Regions from separate parts of the Gossypium hirsutum genome. Here region 1 is linked to region 2. Evidence: chromatin contacts called from public Hi-C data. All regions are on one chromosome and are shown on one strand. The core of a region is the stretch at or near the end of the contact, and the rest is flanking DNA. Distances in the headings are between cores, read along the strand shown.

Region 1 (3,308 bases), core at 412-2,911, 300 kb after region 2:
TTCCTCAAAAACCCTATATAAACCAGTGGGTGTTGAGCATTCAAAGCACCTCACAATCTCAACAACAGCTATACATTTAGCCTCTCACTTGCAAAACCCTTCCTAACTTTTGGCATTGTTTTCCGCGTAGTATATCAAATGGAGAGAGTGACAAAGTTGGCATCCGAGAAGCCAGTGGTGATCTTCAGCAAGAGTTCGTGTTGCATGTCCCACACCATCAAAACCCTTTTCTACGACTTTGGTGTCAACCCTGCGGTTCACGAACTCGATGAGATTTCTAGAGGGCGTGAAATCGAACAAACTCTTTCGAGGCTCGGTTGCAACCCTTCTGTCCCAGCCGTCTTCATTGGTGGTGAATTCGTTGGTGGAGCTAATGAGGTCATGAGTCTTCATCTTAATCGATCCTTAATTCCAATGCTTAGAAGAGTTGGGGCACTTTGGGTTTAATCCAAAAATTAATCCACTAACTTGCATGCCAAGGCACTAATAAAATTGTGATTATTATATATTATTATATATAATCACATAAATTAGATCCATGAGAGTGTAGATTTCAGGTCTAATTAACAGTAAGCACTACTAATTAACGACTTCTCTTAGTGAGTGGGTATGTTATCTATTTGGTAATGTACTAATTATGTTTTTTTGAGTAATAAAAGTTGCGATTTACATTTACATTAGTCTTTTGTCTTTCTAACAAACGGTAAATAATCCTTTGAAATTTGAGACTTAAAAAAAAGTTTAAATTAATTTAAAATATCAAAATATTCAAAGATCGAGCCTGGCCCAACTCATTTTTCTAACTTTGCAATATATTATATTATGTTCTTTTTATATATTAGGTAATTTATAATATATAAAAAATTAAATCTATAGCTTTATATACTACTTTAATATAAACATTTAAAAAATGTTAAGATGTCTATATATAAAATTTTATAAATAAAAAATAAAAAAATATTAAATACTAAATTAAAAATAATATAAATATATTTTTTAAATTAAAATATAATAAATAAATTTAAAGTTTGGATTAATAATTTATTATATAAGTAGACTTGAAAAAATCTCAAGTTCACAACTATAAAATATATCAACATCAAGAGCATTAATATTTGTAGCGAAAACTTGTGAAAATAATACTTGGAAGTATATAAATGGGCATTTCGAAAAAGATAAATGGATTTGGGTTGCAAAATTTCTGGAGTAAATGGGCCAGGATTGATAATGTATAGAGAGAAAAAGGTACAGTGTGATGAAAAGTTGTAGCAGGCAGAGGCAGTGATGGCAGCCGCACGCAATTCCCGAGAGAGATGGATCCTTTTTAATGGAGCCCACTGCCGCTCGCCATTAAATGCCTCGAGGCTCGACCATCCAAAGCTTTACACTAAACAACAAAACTACACGTATTTTTTTAACATGGTCTCTTTATTTTTGCCATCTTTTTTGACACAGAAACTTATTCAAATTTCCCATGTTATTTCTCACTCGTCCTCAGTCACCCTCATGGAAATAGTAAAAACTGGAAAAGAAAGTGGGTAGTTGGAATGAAAGTAACTTCTTTGTTTCCATTTTAATTGTAATTTAAGTTTTTAGTACATAGTTTTAATTTTCATGGTATTAAGCTAAGTAGCTAGCTACCACTATTATCTATAGGTTGTTAGAGGGACCTTCCAAAGCAAATCTTGGCAAAGGATCTCATAAATCAAACAAAACACAACAGGACAAGACGACCCGGTACTTTGTCTCTCTCTCTCTATCATCACTATTTGCAGAAGTACAGTTCACTTCTTCAATGAAACCCCATTTGCATAATTGCACCTTCTTAGTGGTCTTTCACACTCTCAAGCTAATGCTTCAACTACTTTCTTCCTCATCTACCTTCATTTCCTCAATGGCCCATTAATTTTATTTCATTTTCCTTTTTTTTTATTCTCAAACAGCTCAAGTCCAAGTTTAAAGGTCAAACCTTTTTGTCTCAGGTTTAACATATGACCCGATTGTACTTTGTTTTTTTTAGAAAAATAAAAATAAAAAACAGAACTTTGATAAATGAAGTGTTAGGCTTTTTTGTTGTTTTAGTCTTGATGATAATGTAGCTTCATTTTTTGTGGAAATTTTAGGGCTTTATTTCCTGGTTTTTGATTGAAAGAGTTTTGCTTTGCTTTGGTGAAAATGTTTAGCTTTTCTCGTAGACGCATGAAGCTTGGCAGGTCAGTTTCTTCTTCCCATATATATCATTTTCTATTTTTTATTTAAATTTATGTTCTTTTTACCTTTTTGTCAATGAAGAAACTTGGTGGATAAAGTATGCAAACTTGATTAAATATTTCCCCAAATCCCACATCTTTTGTTTTCATGAAGAAGACCTTTTGTTGCTGAACATTGTTCACTTATTTTTAGTATATTTTTTGTTTTGATTTAGAGTGAAGAAAGTACAGCTTTCAGAGTCCGCCAATGGAATTAAAAGTCCTATGAGACCGCCCAAACAAAGCAACAATCCAAATGTGAGGCTTTTGACATGTTTGAATTTCGGTTTTGTAACAGTAGGCATGTGTATAATATATTACTCGGTCTCGGTGTGTTGGATATGGCTATCATACGTTATCGTATGGTTAGATTTTTCTATGTTTTTTCATATATTTGGAGTTCATCTCCCCATGCCTCCAATATGAGTACTTAAAGAAAATGAAGAGTCCAAGGAACATAGCGTGTATAAGTTGCTAAAGCCTTCTAATGTGTTTCAGGTTGAGTCTGCTATGCTTGCTGTTAATCATTCTGATGAACTTGAATCCCACTGTCCTCCTGCCCCTGTGATTAATTCATCAGGGAACTCCGAGAATTGGATGGTATTGTCAGTTGCTGGAGAAACGCCTGAGCCACGCTTTAATGTAATATATATATATGTCTATCGATGTTTTCCAATTGTCTGATTGCTTCATATCTTAGGGTTAATGACTTAATTCAAATTTTGTATATCGGTTATGACGGAAATGCTGAAATATTTCCGTGTTCCTTGAGTAGCATGCTGCCACTGTTGTCGGGAACAAGATGATAGTGGTTGGTGGTGAATCTGCAAACGGATTGTTAGATGATGTGCAGGTTCTTAATTTCGACACTTTTTCTTGGACCATGGCATCATCGAAGCTTTACTTGTCGCCAAGCAATCTTCCACTTAAGATTCCTTCATGCAAGGGCCATAGTCTGGTACAATCATATGCTATGCATTAAGCTTTTCCATTATGTTGCATTCTCGTTGCTTTGCATACTATATAAACTAGCCAAACTGTTGTTCATTTATGCTTGTT
Region 2 (3,305 bases), core at 102-2,601:
AAGTACATACCGCACTTTTTGCAATGAAAAAAGTTATCACGACCTCCGACTCTGTATCAAAAATCATTCGATTAAGTCTCATAGCTTGAATTCAAGCAATCAAGATGAAAATAATAGCCATATATGCTTAAAACTTGGTAAATAACCTGCAGATCCCACAATCATGGCAATGAAAGTGCTCCTTCTCGGTCTGCATCAGATGTAACCGAACAGTAAACATTAATGGAAAGAAATAAACATTATATAGTAAAACACACAAGGATCAAACGCCTATCCATTCCTTATATCTTAAGTACTTACATCATCATCAAAGAACATGCAAATTGCACAGAAATATTCTCCCATGTTGACACCACAATTTGAACAAAGTAGAGCGACCTACGCAACATAAAAAACCAACACCAAAAGTGAAAACATAAACCAAAGAAAAGGGTCCATTTGTGTCTTAAAAGATACAAATCTGAAACACAAACCGGCTGCTCTGTGTCACAAACCGAACAAATAACCTACACAGAAACAAATTGGCACGAAAAGCACATATCATTAACATGATTAACTTGAAAAGAGAAAGACAATAAATTGAAAGAAAAGAAAAACACAGCGATTTTCAATTTCGTACTTGTTTAACGTCTTGGCGAACAATCTCGTGCCTGTCCATGGGGTTCTTTAACATGCTCTGAAGAACCAATAAGTGAATCCAAATACAATGAATACGCAGAACAAGAAATTGCATAAACAGTCAGAAACGAGGGAACTTTCAGCTTAAAACATAGAAAAAAAAAGGGGGGGGATGCAGAAAAAATGACGAAAACGAATACCGAAGCCTCATTGTGGCAATGGCGACACCAAAAAACCTCGTTGCAACAGGGAGCTCGAATCTTACATCTCCTCCTATAATGTTGGCATCTATAAAAAGCAAAAACAAACAAACCCAATGAATCATTGATGGAAAAGACCCAAAAAAAAAAAACAAAAAAGGGATAAGAAGAAAGAAGAGATACCCATATCCCATCTTCCCAAAATGAAGGCGTTCATTGGCTGAAGAGGCCTCCATCTCCAGGAGAATTGGAAGACAAATTTTGTTCTTTTCTTCTCGGATTATCCAGAGGAAACCCAGAAAGAAGAGGGGGTTTCCTGAATTGGAAGATGGGATCTAAATTTTCTTGGATTGTCGTGGATTCTTAAATGAAGAGAAAAGAATGCCAACCCCCGCCTTCAAAGGGGCACTCGTTTATATAAATATATAAAAATATATATATTTAATATAACAATAGCTATCTTACATTAAAAGGCAATAGTAATTATTGAATAATAGAAATAATGAGATTCTGTTGGGAGAGAGAGACAGAGAAAGGATAAGGTGGGGGGAGTGCCTGCCAGTGATGACTTTAAGAGAAAGGGACCAGTCGCCGCAGTGTCAGCGAATCGTGTTTCAGTCCGTAATTTTTCTTTTGGGGGGCATTTTAACAAACATGTGCAAGCGCTTTTTGTTTCCATTCAACTTGAAGCTGAATCCAAAAATTGTTCTTCCTTCATATCAATTGATTAAACTTAAAACCTGAATTATGGTTTTCCTTATTGCATTATCCAAAGAAAAACATGAATAACAGGTTGAGTATTTTTCAGAAAAAAAAATCTAGATTCAAAGGTTAGAGATGATATCATTGAGAGGTATGAATAGAAACATAGAGACTAGAATAAAAAATTTAAATTCTACTAAATTAAAATACATTGATTACATTTTCAATTTAATTTGCGATTTAACTTTTCTTATTTATATAATATTATTACTATCATTAATCTCATATTTTAGTTTATTAAGTTAAAAAAAGGAATCTTTTAGTGATAAATTAATGAAAAATTAAAAAAAATTGATAAATATAATTTCCTTTTTAAGTGACAAAAAACTTTTGAGTTTTGGATTTACATTAAAAATTACGTCGCTCGACTAATGAACTTTTAAATGTATTTAAATTTAGGCATAATAATAATTAAATAGAATAAACCCTAAAGTAAAATTAGTTTAATTCAAATTTTGTTTATTTTAACACATTATTTATGAGCGGTAGAGTTCATGTTGATGGTCACAAAACACAATAATAATTATTATTACAAATTTTATTATATTCGTATGCACGTAGAAACTAATGATGATTTAGAATATAGTTGTATGTTTAAAAATAATATCTAATAAATAATGAAACGTATGATTTAAAATTAATTAATTATAATAACATATAAAATATGTACGATATTAAAATAAAAAAATTAGATTAAATTGTGAGTAAAATAAAAAAAACTAAAATGCCTTTAGATAATATAACTTATTTTAATATAAAATGATATTTTTGTAATTTCTCTAACAGTGTTGGTGCTCGGTTGCCTCATAAGACCAACCCAATACGAGATTTTATTAATATAGTATAGATAAATGATAGAGATAATGAATTGTGTATATTAAAATAAAAATGTATAAAATAGATCAAAATAAAGCTTTGTTTAAGTAATAAATTTAATATTTTATCAATCTAATTAGCGTGGGTTCAAATGCCGATCATATGCATTTTCTTTATTAAAAATAAAAACATTAAAGTACCATAGAATAATATAACATATTTTAATTATGAAAAAATATTTTTGTAATTTTCTTAACAAGCTTTCCGTAATTTCCCTAATTGAGTTAGTGCCCAATCACTTAAATAATAGTATAGATAGAGACAACGGATGAAGGTAATAAAATGTGCATGTTAAAATAACAAAATAAAGTTTTGGTTGAGTGATAAATTTAAGATTGTACTAACTCAATCGGTGTGAGTTTAAATATCTTTATATGCATATTTTCATTGATTTTTGTTAAGGAACAATTTTAGCTAAAAAATATTTTGTTAAGTGAGCATAAATGAAAATGTGCCTTGCAGCGATGACAAGACATTAGTTTTGCTTGTTTTCCAACTGACTCATCCGTTCAAGGATTCGATCTGTAAGTATCGAAATTGGAATAAAATCAGATTTAAATTGAAAATATTATTTAATTATAAAAATATGATATGTAAAAGAAAATAAATAATTGTGAAGGATAATTTAGGTGATGTCAGTAGATGGGATCTAGAGATAAAAAAGGAAAAGGAAAAAGAAAAAGAAGCAAGTTGTGCATGGTATGGAGCGCCAGGTGAATTGGATCTTGGAAAAGAGTTGAGATATATGCATGCCAAACCTCAACTTGCACTTCTCTTATTATTCCTAAAACATCTAAATTATGATTTAATACTAATTATATTTATGTTTTTCCGTGATGGCTTGTTGGG

Evidence for each region. A called contact is a pair of places that touch in the nucleus more often than the background predicts.
Region 1: a contact with region 2 is called in a Hi-C map of leaf, with 2.7 times the contacts expected there. The contact joins the promoter of LOC107916034 here to the promoter of LOC107913654 in region 2. A contact is called at or near these places in 2 of 34 Hi-C or Micro-C datasets (callus and leaf).

What each region holds. Positions count from the first base shown.
Region 1 is chrD10:48,905,570-48,908,877 of Gossypium_hirsutum_v2.1, forward strand. LOC107916034 (acyl-CoA-binding domain-containing protein 6) reads left to right here and starts at 1,662. Exons shown (of 16, transcript XM_041102437.1): 1 at 1,662-1,737; 2 at 2,124-2,213; 3 at 2,426-2,507; 4 at 2,748-2,891; 5 at 3,025-3,207. The coding sequence starts at 2,176. LOC107915907 (monothiol glutaredoxin-S2) reads left to right here and starts at 33. Exons shown (of 1, transcript XM_016845095.2): 1 at 33-675. The coding sequence starts at 139. The coding sequence ends at 447.
Region 2 is chrD10:48,601,863-48,605,167 of Gossypium_hirsutum_v2.1, forward strand. It overlaps LOC107913654 (E3 ubiquitin-protein ligase MIEL1), which reads right to left and starts at 1,352. Exons shown (of 12, transcript XM_016842305.2): 1 at 1,002-1,352; 2 at 819-906; 3 at 620-676; 4 at 474-506; 5 at 301-378; 6 at 147-190; 7 at 11-51. The coding sequence starts at 1,054.